Regions from separate parts of the Mus musculus genome. Here region 2 is linked to region 1. The links are chromatin contacts, called in public HiCAR-type maps. All regions are on one chromosome and are shown on one strand. Each heading gives the region's core, a stretch centred on a gene start, on an enhancer-like site or on the middle of the called end of the contact. The rest is flanking DNA. Distances are from core to core; before and after follow the strand shown. Region 1 holds the start of B3galnt2 (UDP-GalNAc:betaGlcNAc beta 1,3-galactosaminyltransferase, polypeptide 2). Region 2 holds the start of Inhba (inhibin beta-A).

What was found. HiCAR-type assays count read pairs that join an accessible place to other places.
Region 2: a HiCAR-type map of astrocytes shows a contact between it and region 1, with 2.2 times the contacts expected there. The contact joins the promoter of Inhba here to the promoter of B3galnt2 in region 1. A contact is called at or near these places in 1 of 39 promoter capture datasets (pre-B cells) and 1 of 115 datasets of contacts at active chromatin or transcription factors (astrocytes).

The regions. Positions count from the first base shown.
Region 1 is chr13:13,952,402-13,957,468 of GRCm38.p6, forward strand. B3galnt2 (UDP-GalNAc:betaGlcNAc beta 1,3-galactosaminyltransferase, polypeptide 2) reads left to right here and starts at 2,273. Exons shown (of 12, transcript NM_178640.3): 1 at 2,273-2,518. The coding sequence starts at 2,404.
Region 2 is chr13:16,009,624-16,014,690 of GRCm38.p6, forward strand. Inhba (inhibin beta-A) reads left to right here and starts at 2,228. Exons shown (of 5, transcript NM_008380.2): 1 at 2,228-2,467; 2 at 2,577-2,763; 3 at 4,828-4,909. It also overlaps the pseudogene B230303A05Rik.

The DNA of each region.
Region 1 (5,067 bases), core at 1,023-3,522:
GAGTTCGAGGCCAGCCTGTTCTACAAAGTGAGTTCCAGGATAGCCAGGGCTACACAGAGAAACCCTGTCTCAAAAAAACCAAATAAATAAATAAATAAATAAATAAACCTTAAAAGAAAGTTATAGAAATTATTCTTCCTTAGAGGGAAAGGAATATACAGAAGTTGGTGATATCTGCCAAGCAGCTATATATTTCATCCTTTAATTCTGTTACTCTTCAAAAGGAAAAAAGTGTTCTTTCCTGTCTTCAGGACTCTTGTTACTAGGGGTCCTAAAGTTACCCCAGAGTATTGAGACACTAGTGCTCAAATTTTCAGGGCATACTGTGCTAGCCAGCATCTAGGATGGTTCCCAGTGATCTTCGACTCCTGGTAGTCACCTGGTGAATACCTGAACACTGTGCACACAGGTATCCACTCTATAGGGCTTTTCTGTGTGACCAATTGACTAACCCAGAAGTGACAATGTGTCTCCATCATTAAAACGTCTGCCATCTGAGTAAGCAATGTTCAAAGCAGACTCTTCAACCACCATGAAGCCTTCAGATGACTGCAGCCCTGGCTGATGATATTCCTGCAACTTTGAAAACGAACTAGAACTTAGCTCCCAAATTCCTGATCTGTACTAAAGTCTGAGATATGAAATGATTATTATTGTTTCAATTATTCTGGATTTGTAATGAATAACAAATACACGAGTCCCCTCCCCTTTTTGTACAGGTTGGGCATCAACCCAAGACTGCCCATTGGTAGGTAAGGCCCTACCATTCAGCTTCATCACCGCTCAAACAAGTTTCTTCTCATGGGAACAAATTTGACCACGTGAGTTATTTTATTAAGTACATAATAAAACAGTACAGTAGAACACAGCTTTTACCTGATTAAACTAAATTAAAAAATTGAAATTAAAAACATTGCAAAAATAGCCAAAGAAAAAGCTATCTTAAGGGGCTGAAGAGATGGCCCAATGGTTAAGAGATCTGGCTGCTCTTCCTGAGCACCCAATTTCAGTTCCCAGTACCTACAGGGTGGCTCACAAACACGGGGAAACTCCAGCTCCAGGGGATGGGATAGACGCCCCCCCCCCCAGCCTGCACATGCGTACACACACAAATGAAAAAAAAAATCAAATAAAATCTTTTTAAAAAAGTCAATCTTAACAGTGTCAGGTTGAGGATATAGCTCAGTTGGTAGAGGGCTTGCCTAGTAAGGATTAAGCCCTGGGTTCCATCCCAAAGCACCACTTGTGGAGATGAAGACAGAAAGATCAAGAGTTCAAGGCCATCCTCTGCAGAATAGTTTCCTGTTAACTACGTGAGACACTGGGGGCGTCTGTGTGTGTGTGTGTTACTACAATTGCTTTTTTAATACAAAACCGCTACTCAGTGGCAATATGGTGCTGAGCCTGAGAGGTGGCTCCAGTGAAGTCCGCTCGTTTCCTAACGCTGGTTGGAGATGGATCTTTTGCAAACCCAGCCCTCACACATTTGGTCACCTCAACTTGGTGGGAACTTTTCAAAGTCATCTGGCAGCTGAAGCTCTCATTTCTGTGCTTCCCGACAGTTACCCTAGTGAGGAGCGCGTGCGCACCCAGGCAGCCTCCAGATCCGGGCTTCTCCTCTGTCCTCGCTTTCCATAGCAAGCCCCGGTGTTTCTCGTCCTCCTCACCCGCCGTTGCTTACTAGAGGGAAGCAGGAAACTCCCTGCTACTCGGCGCTCAGGCTCCCCGCTGCGCTTCTTATGGGATAGGTCAGGGGAGCACACTATTATTTCGTTGAGCGCTGAGGTGCCATACAAACCTGCCCCGACTGGGCAACTGCTCCTCGAGGTCATGCGCCCTGCAGCAATGTCCACAGCGGAGGGGGTCGTACAGCAACTTGAGCAGTTAACGTGCAGGTTCCCCGTGTGCGGTACCCGCCTTTACTACAGGGGAACCCTAGCAAGAAGGTGGATGCGCATGCTCAGTGTGCCGCTAAGGCACCGCGGCCGGATGAGAGACGCGCATGCTTCGTGTGTGCACTTCGCCTCCAGCGTTGCGTAGCAGCACGCATAGCTCTCTGGGAAACGTAGTTTCTCGGGCTTACAATCTCAGGCACGCCTCCCTCCTGGGCTCAGCGAGGGACTACCGCTCCCGCCCTTCCGGCAGACAGGAGCGTGCAGGGACGCGGACTGAAGGGCTGGGCGAGAGCGAGGAGGGCTGAACGGGTGGGAAGGCCACGCACGCGGGGGCGTGGCCTTGGCCGGGAAGCGGCCGCCGCTCGTGGTGCGGATCTAAGGAGAGAGCGGCGGAGACAACGCCAGGCGTGGGCGCGAACACTCCTGGTGGCACTCGGTGTTCTTAGGTCCCCTCGCTATTGGCCGGGACGCGGGAGAGCGCGGCGGGGGCGCGAGGTGGGAGCGGCCAATGCGAAACTGGCTGGTGCTGCTGTGCCCTTGCGTGCTCGGGGCCGCGCTGCACCTCTGGCACCTCTGGCTCCGTTCCCCGCCGGACCCCCACAACACCGGGCCCAGCGCGGCAGGTGAGGTGAGGGGCTGAGTCGCTGCGCTCGTGGGAGGCCGCGGGGGATGGCTGAAGGGGCACAGGGAGGGCTCGGACGTCCCAGAACGGACGGAACAAGCGAGTCTTTCTTTAGTGTCGGGCGAACCCAACTGTTCGTTTCTTATCAGCGTGTGCTCAGCGGCCCGCGTCGTGGTCGAGGGAGGGCCCTGGTCACAACTTGGGGCGCTTCTCTCCGAGGTGGGGTGGGGGAGCGAGCTTGCCGGTGCTGACGGTGTTGGCTTTGCGTGTCAGGACTCACTTTGCAGCGAGGAGGGACGGACTGTACTTTGTGGTCTCTGATCATGAGGTGAGTCAGGAAAAGACCTAGACGTGAACTAGGGTTCAGCTGTGAGTGGAGTCGCCCCTGTATTCTGCTTGGATAGCTTGCTAATTAAGGAGCCTAAGAATACCGGATTCTTCTTTAACTTCGCGTACATTTGTTCCCAAACTTCATCCATCGTGGGAATGAAATCTTTGTTCTCATTCGCCTTACAATCTGAAGGTGCGTTTGCCCACAGTGCGTATCCAGTGTTGTCCTGCCACCCTCAACACTACTTTCTTGTCTCCTGTGTGTCATTTTCAAGTTTTTCCCGGAATGCTTATATATGTCGAGAACTCTATAGCCATTTTAAAGATAGGGTAATGCTTTAATTTTTAACTACGTTAGGATTTATCTTACCATTTCATATCCAAACAGCTGTTTTCTTTTCAGAAAGTTTTAAAACAGTTCTTCACAGCCATCACAGAACCAAGTCTTATACCTTATTTAGCAATCCTCAAAACTCCGACTGTTACCAGATTACACTGGGGTTATTTTAGTAGTGATCTCTTTTCCTATTAGACAACCACCATTTTTTTGGAAAGGCTATTTGTGTGACTGAAAAGAATGACTTCCAAGTGGTATAATGAAAGTACATTATATGCGTATTTAGCTTGTGAGACTTTTACAAACTAGTTAAAAAAGGGCCGTACATACAAAATGCTTGGCCACCTAACATCTGTTGGGGTTGTGCTCTCTCTCACTCAAAGATGAGTGAGTTGCTGGAATCTACACGCAGAGCCCACTGTAGAATATATGTGACCTTAACATTAACAGTCTTTTAGCGTTCAACACAATAAACCTTGCCTTTGAGCTTGTGTTTAAGTAAGACTGCAAACAACTTTTGGATTTGGAACAGATTTTTTTCCTGATGTCTTAGTGCTTATCCATTTAGGATAGACTGGATTAAGCAAGCAAACTGTAGGAAGACTTAGGGTTATATGGGGTCATACTAGTTGTAAAAATTACTTTTGTGTTGATATCAAAGCTTTGTCAGATAATCAGTAGGATGTTTTAATTAGACAGATTCCTATCCCACTCTCCTCCCCTGGTACTTCAAAAACAAAAGCAGAAGTATTTTGATTGCAAAAAGTTCCCACAGGTCTTTTTCCTATTTTGCTGTTGAAATATTTAAAACATTTGGGCATTTTTACTTTCTGACCACATACATTAAGCCTAAAATCTGAGATTTTACTAAATATCTTTCTCTTGAAATAACACTTTAAGATTTATTTTGGCTTCTTTTCTGCTACTCTGTCTGGATTCCCATTTAAGCCACAATAGTACTTGTTTACATTTGTGTGTCTGTGTTTATGTGCATGCGTGTGCACTTGAGTGCACAATTGGTACAGCATGGAGCTTTTGCAAACGTTGCAGGACAACTTGTGAGTCAGTTCTCTCCTTCCACCACATGGGTTCTGATTTTGTGATGTTCAGAGTTTGATTATCAGACTTAGCAAGCCCTTTGACCTGATAAATCATTTCATTAGTACAATAACTTTTTGAAAAGGAAATTTATCTTGCCTGAATATTAGAAAAGCCCTCTGGCTAATGGTTGGTTCAGCGAACAGTAGAGGGCTGCTGGGCCATCTTCTCAAGCAGGTCAGAATTAGCAAATAATTAATGTAAGGTGCCGGCCTGCCAGGGCTTAACCATTTGAAAGGGAAGACGCATAAGACTATGAATATATCATGGAGATGGTGAGTATGATGAGGAAAAACGAGGTAGAGCTCTAAGAGTTGATCAAGGAAGGCCCATGTGGAAAGGTGACAGCTGAACAAAAGGACCTGAGGGAAGTAAGTCATGTCAGTACTAAGATTAGCAACTTTTCTAAAGTAGTGACTTTAAACAGCTGAAACCAGCCATGGAGCACAGCTAGTTAGGAGGAAGGTCTCTTGTGAAATACAGCACACCATAGGTACAGACAGGAAAGGAAATCATAGCCAGGGGATATAAACTGTGACGATTTTTGCCGACTGGTTTTGGACAGTGCCTTAGCAGAAATTATGCAGTGATCAATATAGAAATCAATATAGATCAATATAGATCTTATGTAATTGGGAAAAGGCTACTCTTTGTAAGGTATCTAGAAAAAAGGAAGCCAGAATTGTAAAGAAAAGTGGCTTATCACCAAGTACATATTTGTATAGCTAGGTGTAGGGCTGGATATCTGGGTCCAGCTGCTTGTTGACAGACTGGGCAAGCAGTTC
Region 2 (5,067 bases), core at 978-3,477, 2.1 Mb after region 1:
GCTTGGAGTGAACGTTATGATTTAGGCAAGAACTCTGTTTTATTTCTTTGGATATTAATATTATGTCATTACCTTGAGTACTAGGCAATAAAAATAAAAACTATTAGCTTTCTCTCTTTCTCTCTTTTTAAGTTAAGTATGGCTATCTCATATTTGCAAAATTTACTTTGGGGAATTCACTGTTGCATTGATGGAGCTGTTACTAAACGGCTAAAGTGAAGAACCCAGTTCTTCATTTACTTTTTCTCAGTGAGTCCATTATCTTCGAAGACATTGGGTATGAGTCAGCCCATCAAGATTTGTTTCTTGCCACCACAACTGCCCTTGGTTTAACCCAAAAACTGGCTGAGAATGTGCTGAGGGCATATGAGAATGTGGGTGGGGATTGCAAGGCTGCTATTTGTTGCCTGATATGAGTTTCTACTCATTGGGTACCATGCATGCATGAGGAAGCAGGGTCACTTCAATCACTAATACTTTGCATAATTGGATTCTTTTCCAGTGTTATAGTCTGGGTTTCCAAGTTCTCTTGCAGCACAGATGGAAAGGGAATTGGGTGAAATCTTAAAATCATGACTCTAACTCAGGGCTTCTCACTGTATAATCATTGCTAATTTTTCTAGCGTGGGCACCATCCTGTGCTGTGCATTGTAGGAGAGCTCTTAGCATTGGCCTCTGTTCAGTAGATGCCAGTGGCACCTCCTTCCTGGTTATGACAGCTGAACGCATTGTCAGATGTCCCGGAGAGAGAAACCAGTTCAGCTGAGAACCGCTGTTCTGGAGTGAACAACAACGCTTTACTTACGGAATTTTTCCTTCTTTTTCTTTTCCCATTTTTTAACTGTAGCATCTGGGGCCACTGTTCAGATGACAGTCTTCAATATCCTGAAGGCAGGTCCTCATAGACAGCATGAGGCCTGAAGGGATACTCAGGTGGTTCTGAGAAAAAATGTGAGTCTTAGGAATCAGGGAGTTTGGGGTTAACCGTCTCTTATTTGTTGTTTTGGATACAGTTCAGAGCAATGTGAATGCCCCCCTTTCCAGTTCGGTTTTGAACTATTCATTCTTGTTCTAGCTTAGAAGCACACAGCCCCCTAGTTGGATTTTTGACTGCAAAGTGCCGCTCCATCTCTGGCCCAAATCCTGGTATCTAACATTTGGCCCAAACTAGTTGCAGGCTGTGGCCTGTAGGAAACAGACAGGTTTGCCAACCCCATACTCTACCAAAGCCGTTTGATGGGATGGTTAGACAGGGACTTCCACAGTTTACTGCAGCAAATATCATTCAGAGTCCTGCCCATGTTTTCTGGATGTTGTGCTGTCTCTTGTGGGGGAGAGGGTAACCCTAACCAAGGAGGCCAGGTCTTCCCCCCCCCCCCACCACCCCTTAAGCCCAGAACAACACGTAGCTGATGAGAACACCTCAAAGGTTCTTTTCATTTTTATAGTCACGTTTCATGTTTACTTTCCCAGCAAGGCAGGCAGAAATCATGAATTTTTTTTTTTGAAACAGATTTTTCATAGGAAGGAACCAAACACCCTGAGTTATCAGCAGCTTGTCTGTGCCTCTGAACCACCAGCCTCCTGTCATTCAGTTGAATCAGAGGACACTTGTCAGTCACCTGCTTAAGGTGTCCACATTCTCTGGCTTGCATGTTTCACTGAATCACAGGATCTGTGAGCAGCAGCTAACCACAGAGTCAGAGTCGTGGAAAACGGCTTCCTTTCCAAGCCTGTCTCCTTGCTTCAGGGATAGTGAGGGAAGAGCGATTAATAGCCTGCATGAAAGCTTAAGGACATACGGTTTGCTTGAGAGGAAAAGTGAATATTCTCACGACTTGATCTCTGCCAACTTTATATGGGCCCAGCTGCTGCACAGGGCAAACACACTAGTCCAGAGTTAGCTATGCCCCTAAGATGTGTGTCACCACAAGCCACCGGCCAGCACTGAAACGCAGGTTTCCCTCATCCACACAAAGGAGCTCTATCCTCAAAGGAACTTTGTTTCTTGACCAGCTCACTAATTGTGATTGAAAACACCAGCTCCCCAGCAATGCTCACGCATCCGAGTTAGCAGAAACAAGACAGGCCCTAATTGCTCCATTTACATAAAAGTAGAAACATACAACTTCTAAATATAAATCTCTGGCACATCTCTTCTTTTGCAATTACAGTAAAATAAGGTACCAGTTTCCCTCCGGGCTCCTCCTCACAGCAAGCTGCTCCCGGGGTTCGCTAGTGGCTGCTCCTCCAGGCAGCACCGGGCCAGCGTGGAGTTGGAGCTTTGTGAAGTAGCCAGTAAATCAGAACGCCTCCGCTAGGTGCAGAGCGCGGTGGCAGCGGGCCACTCTGCCAGTGCGGTAGTCGGTGGGACCGAACTCTACACTCGGGAAGGGGCAGTCTGCGGGTGCGGGGCCTGAGCTGCCGCTCGCCTCCGTTGGCCAGGAGACCGGCAGCCCCACTGCAGGTCCTGGTCCCTGACATTCCCTGGCACCGAGGGCTGGGATCAGAGATTCCCGGCTGCACTCACTGAACAGTGATTTTTTTTTTTTCTTTCCCCTCCCTGAATTCTTTAGCTGCCAAAAGGGGGGGAAAAATCAAGAGCTGCGCTTTTAAACGAAGTTGCCCTTGCTGGTGTTCAGGGTAAAAATAGAGGCGGCCGCTTGGACCAGCTTGGCCCCTGAGTCCAGGCGTCCCGCGAGCCGGGCTGGAGCTGCGCATTCGGGAGTGATCCCTGGAAACTGCCAGCAGGTGCTGCTCAAGGTACGGTGGCAAGCTGAAAAGGGACAGGGCCTGGGTGCAGGGAGTCTCCGCGGGAGGGGCAGGAAGTGAAAGAGAAACCAACCCCGCTCAGAGCTGCGCTGACCAGCGCACGCCCTGGGCCCTGGAATTCAGCTGGGAAACGCTGATCCTCAGCCCAGAATATTCCACAGAAGCATTTTAACCTACCTGCTTCCTCCACCACCCCCACCTGGATTTCCATGGAGGAGAGGAGGCTTTCCCAAAGTGGTTCCAGCTCTGAGGTTGGGGGAGATTCAGCTACGTCATAGCTGCTAGACTGGCTTAGCAGGTTGGCACTTTCAGGGTGTCAAAGGCCAACAGGGTCTCAGAGTGACCCTGTGTGAGGCGGCCCCTGCAGTCAGGGTCTTGAACATTCTTATGACACACATGCTTAAGAAACTACAGGGATGCTCCGAAATAACATTCTTTTGTGACCACTGAGTTTTGATCCTGAAATTATACATCCCACTTTATAGATGGAAACACTGAGGCTTGAGTTTAAATTAGGAGGGCGCCCCGGAGCTGGGGTCTGATTCGGGCACTTTTCTGTGCCAAGCCAGTCTACAATCTACATTCGGGTGCAAGTGGGACTTTCCCTGAAGTTATGTGTGAGGCAAGAAATGAGTTTAGATGCTCAGGGATTCTTATCAAACAGCATGGAAGTGCCTCTCTTCCAAAGGTTTATGTTCACCCCGGGGTTGGGGTTGGAATGGAAATGACTATCACTGATTATCTTTCTGTCTTTGCCACCCATATTCCTGTCATTTTCCCCTGCAACTTTATTTCCTACTTCAGTTCTCTTATGCGGATCTTAGAATACTCCTTCCCCTTGCCCCTCCCCTTCCCCCACATATAGCTAGCATCCACACTTTGAAAGCCCTCAAGAGAGACCCTTTCACAGACAGCTCCTGGTGTCATAAAGAAACCTTCCCCACTTCACATCAGGAGACCAGAGCCTCTACAGTTTGCTTATGGGCACAGTGAAAAGTTTATTTTATGCATCTTAAATCCGGCACACGAAACAACATATCTGGTCATATGGCTTTCATTAGTCCCCAGTTTTGCACGTTTTATCCAACTTGTCATAAGAACCTGGTCAGTGCCTTAGCTGTACTTCGCCCCGAGAACAACAGCCCTTCTTCACTGTGCTTATCGGGGCATTCGTCTCTCTCTATGTTATCTCCCTGCCAGTGTGACCCAGGCAAAAGAAAACCCAAACCTAACTTTACTTCTATTTTAAGGAGAGTTCACTTCTTTTCATTAAACTCATATTTATAGTGTTTACAAATGATTGGACTTGAAGTTCTAGCTTTTAAAGAAAAGATGCAGGTGTGTGTGTGTGTGTGTGTGTGTGTGTGTGTGTGTGTTACTGTTGTTTTTGCTAGTTAGGATGGGACTCATCTAGGCAGGATACTTATGAAGTTCACTTGCAAAGGAAGACCATTTCCCAAGTCCGAGGTGATAAATGATGTATGAAGCAGGCATTCAATTTCAAGGTGTAAATTAATAGTGTGAGTCAAAGCAGGGAGACCATCACCACATGGACATACAGATTTTCCTGAAAAAAATATTTTCCTATAATCATAATTATAATACTAGAATTCCTATAAAGAACACTATGAATTTTCTTTGCTGTGGAAAAAATACGGTGCTTTGCAAATAGAAGTAACTTTATGAAGTAACAGATGTCTTATGTATAGACATAAGGCTGAACCTGAATCTAATAAGAGGTGTATGTATGAATAGTAAAATGTCAAAGCTGGACACTCTTGGAGATGTGTGTATGTGGTTCTCTTATGTTTGTAAAGGGTGGACTATTCCTAGCCACAGGCTTTACTGGCTCAGGACATCACCCAGGTCCTGTCTCAGAAGCCAAGAGAGATTTCCATTAGATAATGAATTATGAAATGTCTCACACTGGAAAAACGAGTCATCTGCTGATGTCATGCTGATTCTAACCAATCCTAAACAAAGCCCCAGCCCTCCTCTTTGAGAGGTACCAATGTGTGAGTGTACAACTAAGTACTACAGTATAAAACTTCACAGTGCCAATACCATGAAGAGGAATTCAGACAGCTCTGACCTCATGAGACAAGAGCCGGCTGACAAAACAGAAGGGACCCGAAAGGTAATGCTTTTAAATTCTTGCTTCTGAGCTCTCTACACATTAAAAGTCAGTATGGCTAAAAGGACTTTTACAACTTTTTGGCACCTCCATAGGCATTGTAAATTGTATCATTTTCTATTGTGCAGGCAGGTTAATACTGTTTTTTAATAGTCCTAGAG